Regions from separate parts of the Mus musculus genome. Here all the other regions are linked to region 1. A link is a contact called in public Hi-C and HiChIP or PLAC-seq data. All regions are on one chromosome and are shown on one strand. The core of a region is the stretch at or near the end of the contact, and the rest is flanking DNA. Distances in the headings are between cores, read along the strand shown.

Region 1 (4,136 bases), core at 798-3,297:
ACGCTGGGCCCCCTCCCTGCGAGCCTTATCGAGGAAGTCACCGCAAGCCCCTTGTCACAAGCCCCTGGTCTCTTTGTACCTATGCCTCCCTCCCTCCAGAGCCTGTCTGTATTAGTTACTGTCTTAGTTGGGTTTTTACTGCTGTGAGCAGACACCATGACCAAGGCAAGTCTTATAAAAAACAACATTTAATTGGGGCTGGCTTACAGGTTCAGAGGTTCAGTCCATTATCATCAAGGTGAGAGCATGGCAGTATCCAGGCAGGCATGGCGCAGGAGGAGCTGAGAGTTCTATGTCTTCATTCAAAGGCTGCTAATGGAAGACTGACTTCCAGGCAACTAGGGTGAGGATCTTATACCCACACCCACAGTGACACACCCATTCCAACCAGGTCACACCTATTCCAACAAGGCCACACCTTCAGATGGTGCCACTCCCTGGTCCAAGGATATACAAACCATCACAGTTACATTTCCCAGGACTAAGGCAGAACATCGGACCAAAAAATTAATTAATTAATTAATTAATTAATTAAAAAATAAAATAAAATTCACTTTAAAGGAGGAAAAGGTTTTTGTGAACTTTCTTAAGGTCTGAAGGTCCCGACCTATCAGGGAGGCAGCAAGAGCTGGATGCAGCTGGACACAATGTGACTGAAGTCCGGAAGAAGAGAGACAAATGCTGGGGGCGGGGCGGGGTGGGGGTGGGGGGGAGGGCAGGGTTCAGCTTTCTTCTTTTTATGAGTAGCCCATAGGATGATGGCTTGTAGGACTGTGAAAGGCAGCCTGGTTTCTGGTGGAACACAGGCTGGAAACCCCGGTGACCCTGAGGAACAGCAGGCGTTTTACCTGGTTCCTGAACACTAGGCTCCTGGCATGAGGCCTCAGCTTTCCATAGATTTGTGTCCTTCAGTCATATAAGGGCCATGCCCCAAGCCCCGCCACAGGACGTAGCCTCAAGACAGATCTTCATTTTAATGAGGTACCTAAAGGCCTGAAGCCAATTAAGCTTTCCTTCCCAGACGCTCCTCTCTGCAAAAGGTATTTAACCTCAGGCCCGCCCCTGAGAAATGGGGTACAGTTTTACTCATCCACTTTCTGCCATGACAATAAACCATGAACTGTCTCTTTTCACTGGGATCCGCCGTGGAGAGCCATAGAGAAGCCCTTCAACTATAGATCCGAGTCTAATCTCTGGTACAAGGCCTCTCTATGCTCTCAGCCGCGACCACCAAGCCAAGCCAGCCACCCACCAACAAACCAAGGGCTCTATCCCCACAGGATCCAGCTGGAGTATCCCCCTTCCCGCTTCGGCCCCAGGCTAGATCCAGCCTGCAGGCTCCCACTCAGTTCTCAGCTCTTCCTTGGCATCCAGCAGCGCCTGGGTGCCCAAGAGCCTGAGAACCAGATGCCCCAGCCTGCTTGCAGTCCTAAGGACCCCTGAGCCAGCTCCAGCTGTCCCCGGGACCTCAGACTGTGCTCCCCCACCCCTGGAGCGGTGTCCCATGGCTTCCCATAGCCCGGCACTGGCGTGGTAAGTGCAGTACAAGTTCCCATGTTCCACCTCCCTTAGGGACCGGAGCTTGTGGCCGGCCGAGAGGATGCAGGACCCCTTAACCCTACAACTGCTCACATTTGGAGTGGGCCTTAGTCCCTCAATTAACCTAATCAAGATAACCCTTCACAGATATTGTCTCCCTCGTGGTTCTAGATCTTAGCTCTGGCCTCAGAAAGCCTGCTGGGATTTATCACCAGGACCCAATGGCTGCCTTAGGGTATAAAGAGGTCTGTGACTCTGCGATAATGTTAGCCTGCTATGGGCCTAGGGAAGCGATTCCTGTATCTGAACCTCAGCTTAAATGAGTGCCTGAGACCTCTAGTTCCACAGGAGGCCCTGTGCACTGAAAAGAGGGTCAGCTGCCTCTGGGGGACAAGGGGGTAAGCGAGCAGAGGGCCCAGCCTGGAGAGGCTTCACAATAATTGGGAGAAGACCTGGCGCTTTGGGCTGGATAACTGGATGCCTGGCCCTGGGAGCTCTGACCTATGAGGGGACGTGAACCCAGGAGAGGCCACGCCCCTGTATAGACCACGCCCCTGGCCAGCCTTCCTCAAAGCTACTATGCGGCTGCAGGAAAGATGGCTAACTCAACTTCTCTGTGATTCTCTATGAATATAGGGAAGTGGAGCCAGAATATCTCCACACGTTCTGTGCCCTGACACTCTTCAAAGCCCACAGAGGTCATGGGGGCTGTAGGAAGGAGCTCAGGGCCGCAGGGCCGCCAGATGGAGGACCAGTCCAGCTCAGCAAAGCCAAAGGCTAAATAAAACAGGATCTTATGCCCTCCGACCCCTGTGCCCAGAATCCCACAAAGGATAGACTTTGTGGGGCTGCGCAGGCTGTTTTTTTTCCAGGCTATGTATTCCTGCCGGGACGGTGGGTACTGCAAGAGCCCCTTGTGTCATACAAGACAGAGTCCCTGGGGATATTCCCACAAAGGGTGCAGGGGAGAAGGGGAGCCGTAGGAGGTAGGAACCCGCAGACTATGGTGCTCTGACACCACAATAGCATGAACTGGGACAAGCTTCATCAAGCCTAGCCATGAGGACATCTCAAGACGCACTAGGAGCACCAAATATGGCCTGGCCATAGGATTCCCCAGCTCTGTCACTGACTAGACAGAACGAAGAGAGGCGGGGTGCCCTTCCCTGTGAGGGGGAGGGGCTACCATTTGCAGGGCAGGCTGCCAGCCAGTCCTAGGGAGTGTCTCTTGAAGAGAAGTCTGCAGGCCAACCCCCCACCCCCCACTTGACTGTGGCTACTGGTCCACCCAATGAGCTGCACCGAAACAAACTCAGATATTTTTATTAACTCAGTCCCTACCTGATGCACCCCAGCACCTCCGCTTCTGCCAGGTTCAAAGGCAGTGCAGTTAATCAGAACTTATTCAGCGGGACACAGATCTGTCTCAGCATATCCTAGGTCCAGCTGGAAAGAACCCCCAGCTGGGACCTGTTTTCGCCTTCTGCTTTGCTGAACTGGACTGGTCCTCCATCTGGCGTCCCTTCGGCCCTGAGCTCCTTCCTACAGACTCCCTGGCCACTGCAAAGCTGGAAGGAGCCCCGGGGCCAGTAGATATTCAGCCCAGAAGACTGCAGGGTGGGCCGTGGGCATAGCTGTCCCTGTTGACCTAGCCTCTGTTTCCTGCGATGACTCTACAAATGGTCCCCTGTGGGGAGACAGCCACCAGGAAGACACATCATGGTCCTCATTTCCCCAGCTCTGGAACTCTCCACCACAGCCATCAAAGAGGAGTATCAGAGGTACCAGAAAAAGGGCTCTGGGTTATTTGACTGTGTCTGACTGGCCACACCCAAACTGGCAACATGAACAGCTGCAGCCAGCAGGGGAAGGACCCCACTTAGTGAGTGAACGGCCATGTCTAGAGGCTCTCAGGGTACCTGAGATCACTCCTGATGTGTTCAGAGCTTTGAGACATTCCAAGATGGCCCACGAGCCTCTCTTCTCAACAGTTATCAGGCACTTGGTAATGACATAGCCTCAGCCGTACCCTGTAGACCTGTTCTCAATCAGGCCCAGCAGGTCAGGGCTTGACGGTGCCTGTTTAGGAGTGTGCATCACAGAAACTAGAGGCCACTGCTGCAAGCTCAGAAAGGTGTCCTGGATGAGGTCAGAGAAACAGGTCAGATTCTGAACAACTATGGCAGCCAAGCCAGCCGGATGTCATGACAGGTGGATCAGGAAGAGCAAGCCAGGTTGACTCCCAGGCCTGTGGCTTGAGCAGTATGCATCTGACTCTATGTGTGCCAGCTCAAGTTACTTAAGCCTGGGCCTGGCTCCTAGTCTCTGCGTGGATTTGTTTGAGTGTGAGTTAATATGTGGAGATTAATTAGAACATTAATTAGAGCCAAGTAGGTGCTCAATAAACACAGGCTTTTATTAACATCATCATTGTTATGAGGAAGCCTGGATGGATGGATGGATGGATGGATGGATGGATGGATGGATGGAGGGCAGGTGGATTGATAAATAGGCAGATAGATGGACAGAGAGATGGAAAGATGGATGGATACATGCAATGAGGAGCACAATATCCCTACATCAGATAGTTGGGGGAG
Region 2 (4,136 bases), core at 575-3,074, 250 kb before region 1:
GGTAGGCTCAGTAGCTTGTCCTAAGGACTAAGAGATGGGAGATGCGACTTGAAGCTAATCAGTTATTAGAGCTCGTGACAATAAAGGGGGGCCTCTGGAGGTCCCAAGGTGGTTTCTGCTCACATCCAGGGACCAATTCCTGCCCTCTTACTGTTTATCCCACACTGGGCTCCTGCCTGGCCTTCCCTCACGCACCCCCACTGTCCCCGAACTTTCATTATCCTGGAGCCCCACCCTCATCCAAAATCCTCCCCCCCCCACCTCCCTAAGGCTTCATTCATAAGGCTCCCAACTCCCGAGCTGTGAGCTGTACAATGTCAGCTCCATCTGGTCGGACACTTTCTTCCTCTCCTTCTTTCTGAGGCAAGGTCTCTCTGTGCAGTCCTGGAACTCTGTAGAGCAGGCTAGCTTTGAACACAAGAGATCCCCCTGCTTCCGCCTCCCAAGTGCTGGGATTAAAGGCGTGCCACCACCGGGTTATAGAGGAACTCTTTTTCTTAGCTTAAGTAAGAAAAACTCCATGGATGTTGTTTGAGTAGGTTGGGCACAGAGAAAAGCATAATAAAGCCAGGGGCTCACTACTGTTAGGAATACAGAGAGCCCGTGGTCTTTTGGACCCTCAAATTCCAGAGACCCCTGGACCTGAATCTCTTCATTCATCTCCCCAAAGGAGACAGCGAGTCTTCCTTGCACAGAAGGCAAAAACCTGTCCAATGAGATGTTCACCAAGGAGTGTGGGCTGGGAGACCCAGTGCGCACAAAGAGGCCATGGCTAGTCAAGGTCGGGTGAGAGACCTGGCTCCCAGAAGCTCCAAGAGGTACTTTACTAAGTGGGTGCCCGGCTGATGGCTTAAGGACCATTCCTCCCTGCCCTAGACTGTAAATTTACGAGCTGAAAGGCTGGGGTGGGGGCAGGGGCGCTCGGGAGGAACCCAACCCATACCGCCAGATTCTCAGCCTTAGGGCTCCAGGTCCAGGAAGCCATAAAGATGATCTGGCTGAGCTTCCCCACCCCCCAGCGGGTGTTTTAGAGGCTGGGGAGGGGCTCGAAGGAAGGCTGGGGGCAGGGAAGGTAGGGAGTCAGGGAAAGCCAGCATAGGAAAAGAGTGCTAGGTGAGTCGGCCTTTTGTTTGCTCTCCAGAGGCTCTGCCCTGTACTGGGGGTTCTGGCCTGAGCTGTATCATGGACTGGCTTCATAATTACAGGGTATCCCCTCTGACCACTCTGGGAAGCTGGAAGGGTCAGGCAAAGTGGTGTCTGTTCCCTCCTGCTCCTACCAGAAGACACCCTCCACTGACAGCACAAATATGAGATCCACAGACCAAAAGAAGCTTGCCCCCACCAAAAATCACAGAGGTCGTAACTGACAATGAAAGCCAGTGAGACAGAACTGTGGGCTCCCACCTCCCAGTGAGGCAGGGCTTGTGCAGTCCTGGGAAAGAGCAGCCCAGACCTGCTTGCTCGCTTGCCAGAGGGCTTGGTGAGCCCCCCTGGTCCACCCTCTCTGAAGACTGCCTGTGAGGCCAGAAGCTCTGGACCTAGGGGATGGGATTCAAAGGCAGGGAGAGCCAGAAGCCAGAGCATCATCTGTCTTGGGAGTCCACTCCCCAGAGTCTCTTGCTGGGCTCCACATGCCCTCTGGTACTCCCTTTCAAAGTGTCCCGAGCCCTTCTCAGGCCAGCGGCTCCCACAGGATGTGGATGTCTGGCTGGCTGGCTGCAATCTCTACCACATCCCCTCTGGGCACTATCCAGGCCCAGGGCTGAGGAGTGCTGGACCACAGGAGTGACTCCACCCTCAGTCCCCATCTTGGCCAATTCTGGCCCAGCCTCTGGTTTACACACCCACTTCTCCCAGCGAAAGCTAGTCAGTCCTACCCTTAGGAAGCCAGTCCTTAGCTTGGGGCTAAACCTCCTGTGGAGTTTAGCAAAGACGGAGAAGGGTGAGGGGCTGGTGTGGGGGGGCTGGTGGGGGATGGTGGTGGCTGCTAACTGGTTCCACCTCGGTCTTGCTCAGAGCTCTCAGCCGGGTCCCTGGTGGCCCCCTGGAGAGGGGCTGTCTGCAGATAATCAGGGGACAGATTTGGAAAGGAGGAGGAGAAAAGCACCCAGGCGCCAGACAGGATCCTTATCTGCTGGGGCGGAATGTCAGAGGCAGCACACTGGTGCGAGAGGCCTGGAGGAGGCCGCATCTGCATCTGAGCCTGGGAGGGCAGAGGAGACCCTCCTGGGTCCTAGGGGACAAACATGGGGGGGGGGGGACTTTCTGGGCCAGACAGGGAGGAATGCAATCTACCCGGAAAGGACTAGATGCCACATCCTGTAACCGCAACCCCCACCCCCACCCCCACCCCCACCCCACCCTGGCTCTAAATTCTCACCTCCCCCAACAGAGACGGGAGAGGGACCGAGATTCCCAAGGACAACCAGACCTAGCAATCCCTAAATGGCAGGGCTGTCTGAGTCACAAGACTAGCTGGGCCCCCTGGCTAGCTGTGCTCCTGCACCCCAGAAACCCCACGCAAGTTCTACTGCAAATTCTAGGACACTTACCTCCCCTCCCCAACCTAGAAGAAAATACCACACAAAGGCAGGACCCAGAAGCCCCAAGAAGGCCACGGAGGAGCACTAGGACCCCTAGGACACTCTGAGCAAAACCCCAGGCTCCAGTGTGGAAGGCACATTTCTGGTGGGCACTGTTTACCTGTGATGGATTCCCTGGCCGGGCCAGGGCTCTCCTGGGCCTTTCCCTTGGGTCAGGATCAAGGGCACAGGCCTCAGGTTCCTGTTCAAACCCAGGATCTGCCACTGTGAACTTTGAACAGTAGTCTGAAGTGCTCACTGCCCAAGGCTTCAGTACCCTTCGCTATAAAATGGGCTTTCCGGCTCTTGTCTGTCTTTTCCACATCTGACATTCTATGACTCTACCTAACAGCTCCTGAGAACCTGAACTACCTGTAATGAGAAAGCCAGGAGACACAGATAGCTCACATACAATATTCACAGAACATCAAATGGTGCCCATGTGCTCTGGGGCATCCTGGGAGCCAGCTGGGGGCCCAGATTTTAACTTCCTGGTGACCTCTGCCAGAGGCAGTAGCCCGGTTCATATCACAGGGACAGAGCCACAGAAGGAAATGCCAGCAAGGTTCTGAAGACTGAACCAGAGGGCATCTATTCTGTGCCCCACCCCCAGCCCCAGGGAGGCCTGGCTGGCCTGTCTCTCAGCTGTCAGCTGCAGAGCTGTTTCCCTATTAGCTGCTCTGGCTGCTGAAGGAGCAAGGAGCTCTGGACAGACTACAGAGCTGTGAACAAAAGCCAGGCCAGGCAGTGGCTGCCCTTGGGGCTGAAGTGATGGACAGGGGCCTGAGGAGCCACAGGGGAGGGGAGACAATGGGAGTGGGTGGGTGTCCAGGCAAACAGGTTTGGCCAGTGGAAGGGAAACTGAGAGTGAGCAGGAACCTCCAGCATTTTCCGGGGCTGTTATTCTAAGCAGCTTTTTATTTATTCAGAGGTCAGGGATGCGGCTTAACAACTGTCAGCTCGATATTTATTACAGGTGCATCAGCCTGGACCACGGACCCTGTGATGAGGTGACCACAGGACCTTCTTTCCCCCCACCACCCATCTCCTTAGTGTGGCTACTTGGAAACCTGCAAGGAAAGGCTGAAGGGCCTTACTTTGCTGAAAGACAGCCAAAGCCAGCTCTTGGTTTACTTTGGGGGAAACTGAGGCACCAATCTACCTCCAGATCATAGAGCATCCTGGTCGTTGTAATAAACTAATGCTCTGGAAGAGATCAGACTCCAGCAGCATTTAGAAATGCAGTTAGCAACCTGCCTGTCAGCCCAGAGGATCCAGGCACAAGACTGCAAGCCTTGCTTCCAACGTGCTCAAACTGCTACTGCCTCAGTTTCCCCTTCTGCATAAGCAGGGTCATGCCACCCACTTCCTACCTAGGCTGGAAGACACCCTGCAACTAGAATTTGCTTATTCACTTTTACGTGGCCCCGGGATGTGGGGAGGAGAGACTCAGAGTGTGGGGGGGGGGTCTCTCTATAGCCACCAAGTGCCTTCCTTATTAGGTTCCTAACAAAGGCTTCTAAGGAAGGCAGAGGCAACCAATAAATCTCCCTC
Region 3 (4,136 bases), core at 694-3,193, 180 kb before region 1:
AGGTTCTGCCTGCAGAGTCCACCACCAGACTCAGCAGTCCGATTGCACTTCGCTTTTGACCTGAACAAAGCCTGCCAGAAGTTCCAGGGCTCCTTGGGACCTTCAATTCAGGCCTATTCTTGTCTTCAACATGATTCAAAGTCCTGAGTTCTTCAAACCTAGAGGGAAGTAGAGATCAGTCTGGTCCACTCTGCCTTGGGGCTGGGGTGGTGTGAGCACCAAGAAGCCGGGATTGGAGCCAAGAATGTAGCTCAGTAGAGTGCTTGCCTAGGCTATATGATGCTTTGGGCTTTATTTCCAGTATCATCTAAACCATGCATGGTGGTACATGCCTGTAATACTCGTGATTGGAAGGTGGAAGCAAGATTGGGAATTTAAGGCCATCATCATCCTTGGTTATAAGGGGAGATCAAGGCCAGCCCAGATATGTGAAAACACGTCTCACAAAAGGAACCCAGTGTCCTTTGCTTTGGCCTTGTGGGCGCCTGCTTTTCTTTCATTTGGCCTAGTAGAATGATGTTTTACTTGTTCCGATGCACGGGACATTCACTCGGGCCCATTGGATGGATGGTCTGAGAGGATTCCTCTCCTTGACCTCGAGGGCCCTAATCAAACTTAATAGCTACAGCATAAACCCCATGTACCAGATCTGGCTGCAGCCAAGACTTGAGAGAGCACTCAGTAGGGCAGCCTTCATAGGCCCAGGGGTAGAGAATCCAATGTAAACCTCCTATCATGGTCTTTTGTACTCCTTCTCAGCCTTGGGGTTCCAACCCTGTTCCACCCCCAACCCTCAGAATTTCAAGTAGAACTGTTCTGACATGTAGACAGCCCGTGGCTCATCGTGACGAATGCATGTTCCTCATCAACAGAGCCCTGATCAGCTGCATAACCTCTGCCCCCAAGAATGGCTGGATTGTACCTTTAGGCCTGCCTGGGCTGTTGCCTGTGCCTCAAACTCAGACCTAAGGACTGGGAAGCAGAGGCAGCCACACTGGGCACAAATTTGGGAGCTTTAGGTACTCCTTCAAACTGAGGTCAAAGGCTGTTCCCACGGGAGGGAGGTGGAATGGCAGGCATAGTGTACTGACGGACAGGAGATATGAATGGAGACGGTGAACACAGGGTGAGGAAGGGTGGGTTAACTTTATGTTGCAACATATCTCTTGTCTTGGTTAGAGTTTTGTTGCTATGGAGAGACACCATTACCTTATAAAGGAAAGACATAAAACATTCTTAAAGGCAACTCTTATAAAGGAAAACATTTAATCGGGCCGGCTTACAGTTTCAGAGGTTTAGTTTAGTATCGTCATAGTGGGAATCACGGTAGTATCCAGACATAGTGCTGGAGAAGATGCTGAGAGTTCTACATCTGGATCAGCAGGCAGCGGGAAATGAATGCCACACTGGGCCTGGCTTAAGCGTCTGAAACCTCAAATCCCTCCCCCAAGTGACACACTTCCTCTAACACGGCCACACCTACCTCCAACAAGGCTACACCTACTCCAACTAAGCCACACCTACTCCAACTAAGCCACACCTACTTCAACTAAGCCACACCTACTCCAACAAGGCTACACCTCCTAATAGTGCCACTCTCTCTGGGTCTATGGGAACCATTTTCATTCAAACCACTGCATCCCTACAGACTTACAACTTCTTAGTTCTAGAGGGCAGAGTCTGATGTGTGTCTCTTTGGGGCAAAAATCAAACTGGTACACATCTCAGTTCCTCCCAGATCCCAGAGGAGAGTGTCTCCTTGCCTTTCTCAACAGCTTTCTGAACAGCGGGGCTCATAGTCCCCTCCACAATGTCAAATCTCATGTCACATGTGTGGCTCGCCTCCGTCACATTTCTGACTGTCCTCTCTCAGGAACGTGCTATCCCACTGGGCTTATCCGGCTAATCTGAAACAATCTGTTTATCCAAGATCCCAAACCACATCCGGAAAGTCCCTGTGACCAGGTGATGACATAATGCCAGAGTCTGAGGCGTAGCATGTGAATGTATGTGAGTAGACTATTTTTCTGTCTAGCGGGACCTGTGAAGCAAGGGCTGTCAGGGTGACCAGCTAGGCTGAAGCTGAGGGGAGGGGTGGCCTTGGCTGGATTTGGTTTGGTGGAGAAAAGGCTTGGTTGAGTGCAGAGCGGGTAATAACCCAAGTCTTGAGCCAAGTAGTTCTCTGCCCACCGGACTTGGCACTGTACAAATACCTAAGAAAAACTTGCAGAAAGAACAAAGGTGAGGCAGCCTGGCTGCTGACTGGCAGGCGTGGGGTGGGGCATAGCCTGGCGTGCTGGCTGCTGATTGGCAGGCGTGGGGTGGGGGCGTAGCCTGGAGTCCATAGCTGAGCTCTTCCCTGGGGACCGGGGTGGGGGGTGGGGGCTGGGGGGAGTGTCTCTGCGGGGAGGTGGGCCCTCTCCATGCAGCGTGGGAGTTAAGTCTATCGCTGTCCCCTTGTCACTCTGTCACCCATCTAATGGCCGTCGATAGTACTTGAATGAGAATTGATGGGGAGATAGATTTAATTAACCCCAGTGTCAGCAGCTGCCGGGCTACCGGTTTGTGTGTTAATAGAGCGGCCACCCGGGCTCTCCAGGGCTTTTCTGGGAGTCTGAGGCCAGCGGAGCAATTGTGCTTGTCAGCATAGGTGGATAAATGAAGAGAGGCAGAACAGTGCTCAGCCTGGACTGGCCTCTCTCTCACTCTAAGACCAACCAGTCACCTTGTTGGTCACGATGGGGCCACCTGGCTCAGCTCCTTCATTGGGATGTCTGTGCTGGGCAAGGATGAGGGCTGAGACAAGTACCCTGCTGGCTCCATCAGCATCAGAGGTCCCTGATGCCCCCTATCCTTGGGGGACCTCTGGGTCAGTGCTTGGCCTGAAGGCTCTAGGCACAGCTAGTACTCTTTGTGTTCGGTCCATCCTTCTTCCTTTGTCTTTGCTGTGGGTGGCACCTGTGCTTGGTACCAGACCTTTGAAGATGTCATTATTCTCTCCCCTGCTAGGCTGTATTGTAGCTCTCCTGTGTGCTGGCCTTCCCTTCAGCCGTGCATGGAACTCTGGGGACCTGACCTCTGCACAGCCAGATCCAAAACATGACCTTGGTTAGTGTTAGAACACCGTGCCCTGGGTCTAGTGTTTTTCCCACAACAGATGTACCAGAGGCGGGGCTTTGAAGCCTGTTCCTTGAGTCTGATGCTTTAGAGTACCCCAGAATGAGCATTGACCCCAACACAGACACTTAAGAGTCTATCAACTAACATATCTATGTCTGGGGCTTTTCTTGTCACTGGAGCCCTGGTCCTACTCTTTAGGGTGAGAGCGGCAGGCTTATGATACTCACTGGCTACCTGCTTCTTGGAGGACCTGGGCACGGTGGTGGGGCCTACAAAGACCCGGAGGCAGCTGGGCAGCAGCCAGTGCCTGTCTGGCAGTCTCCTTCCTCACTTCACACCTCTGCTGCCTTTCATTTTCGGCTCTGATTGGTTTTCTTGTTTTAACACATACCCCAGGCCCCGAGTTTGACCCCAGTGATGGATTCATTGCTCTCTAGGACTCCAGCTGCCAAGCTTGCTCGAAGCTGCTGGGGGTGGAAGTGGGGGGAGCAGGGACAGTGGCAGGAATCATCTTGCATGTCCCAGGATCCACTGTGATCTGGTGTTCTTCCCTCTGGGCAGATCATGACAGAGAGAGAGAGACAGAGAGACAAAGACAGAGAGAGAGACAGAGACAGAGACAGAGAGAAGCTTGGGTATGAAAGGACCCAGTTGGGGACTGTGGAGAGGTTATCAGAGAAAATGGCTAGTCTCCTTCTTTGGGCATCGGATCCCCTTCAGAGTATGAGAGAACAGGAGCTGTGGATGGTCCATCGTTCAGCAATGTGATGTTTGCAACCTTTAATGAAGGGGACATTGATTTCCCATCATGTCCCTGGAAGCGGCCACTGCAGAAATCTTCCTGTTGCTGCATGTACCCCAAGAGAATGGGCAGAGAACTTAGCATGAAGTGGCTTGCTCTGCTAAATTTTGGAAGGGAGAAGTGGGTGAGGGAGGGAGGGAAAACAAATGCCCACAAGCAAATAGGCAGACCAGAATCTTTCTTCTCAAGTGGCAGAAGGGCCCCCACCATGTGT

Evidence for each region. A called contact is a pair of places that touch in the nucleus more often than the background predicts. HiChIP or PLAC-seq counts read pairs in DNA pulled down with a chosen protein or histone mark.
Region 2: an H3K27ac HiChIP or PLAC-seq map of embryonic stem cells shows a contact between it and region 1, with 5 times the contacts expected there. The contact joins two enhancer-like sites. A contact is called at or near these places in 1 of 39 promoter capture datasets (embryonic stem cells), 2 of 15 datasets of contacts at CTCF or cohesin (embryonic stem cells and hippocampal excitatory neurons), 21 of 484 Hi-C or Micro-C datasets (the C10 cell line, the N1E-115 cell line, bone marrow-derived macrophages and 9 more), 39 of 115 datasets of contacts at active chromatin or transcription factors (VIP interneurons, acute myeloid leukemia, astrocytes and 22 more) and 1 of 9 other capture datasets (liver).
Region 3: a contact with region 1 is called in a Hi-C map of the N1E-115 cell line, with 4 times the contacts expected there. The contact joins two enhancer-like sites. A contact is called at or near these places in 1 of 15 datasets of contacts at CTCF or cohesin (stem cell-derived epiblast-like cells), 2 of 484 Hi-C or Micro-C datasets (the N1E-115 cell line and bone marrow-derived macrophages), 5 of 115 datasets of contacts at active chromatin or transcription factors (bone marrow-derived dendritic cells, embryonic midbrain, embryonic stem cells and 1 more) and 1 of 9 other capture datasets (embryonic stem cells).

Annotation. Positions count from the first base shown.
Region 1 is chr10:61,062,759-61,066,894 of GRCm38.p6, forward strand. No RefSeq gene overlaps it. Among named protein-coding and RNA genes, the nearest start is that of Pcbd1, 25 kb to the right of the region's middle. Within about 2 kb of position 2,048, at least 40 of the 459 cell types and tissues checked have an H3K27ac peak or open chromatin away from gene starts, as enhancers often do. A contact at or near this core is called in the N1E-115 cell line, embryonic limb bud, embryonic stem cells and 4 more, where this site is marked.
Region 2 is chr10:60,812,812-60,816,947 of GRCm38.p6, forward strand. All of the region lies in intron 1 of Unc5b (unc-5 netrin receptor B), which reads right to left. Among named protein-coding and RNA genes, the nearest start is that of Unc5b, 17 kb to the right of the region's middle. RefSeq lists an enhancer at 967-4,032. Within about 2 kb of position 1,825, at least 131 of the 459 cell types and tissues checked have an H3K27ac peak or open chromatin away from gene starts, as enhancers often do. A contact at or near this core is called in the N1E-115 cell line, embryonic limb bud, embryonic stem cells and 4 more, where this site is marked.
Region 3 is chr10:60,883,513-60,887,648 of GRCm38.p6, forward strand. No RefSeq gene overlaps it. Among named protein-coding and RNA genes, the nearest start is that of Gm36750, 3.0 kb to the right of the region's middle. Within about 2 kb of position 1,944, at least 40 of the 459 cell types and tissues checked have an H3K27ac peak or open chromatin away from gene starts, as enhancers often do. A contact at or near this core is called in the N1E-115 cell line, where this site is marked.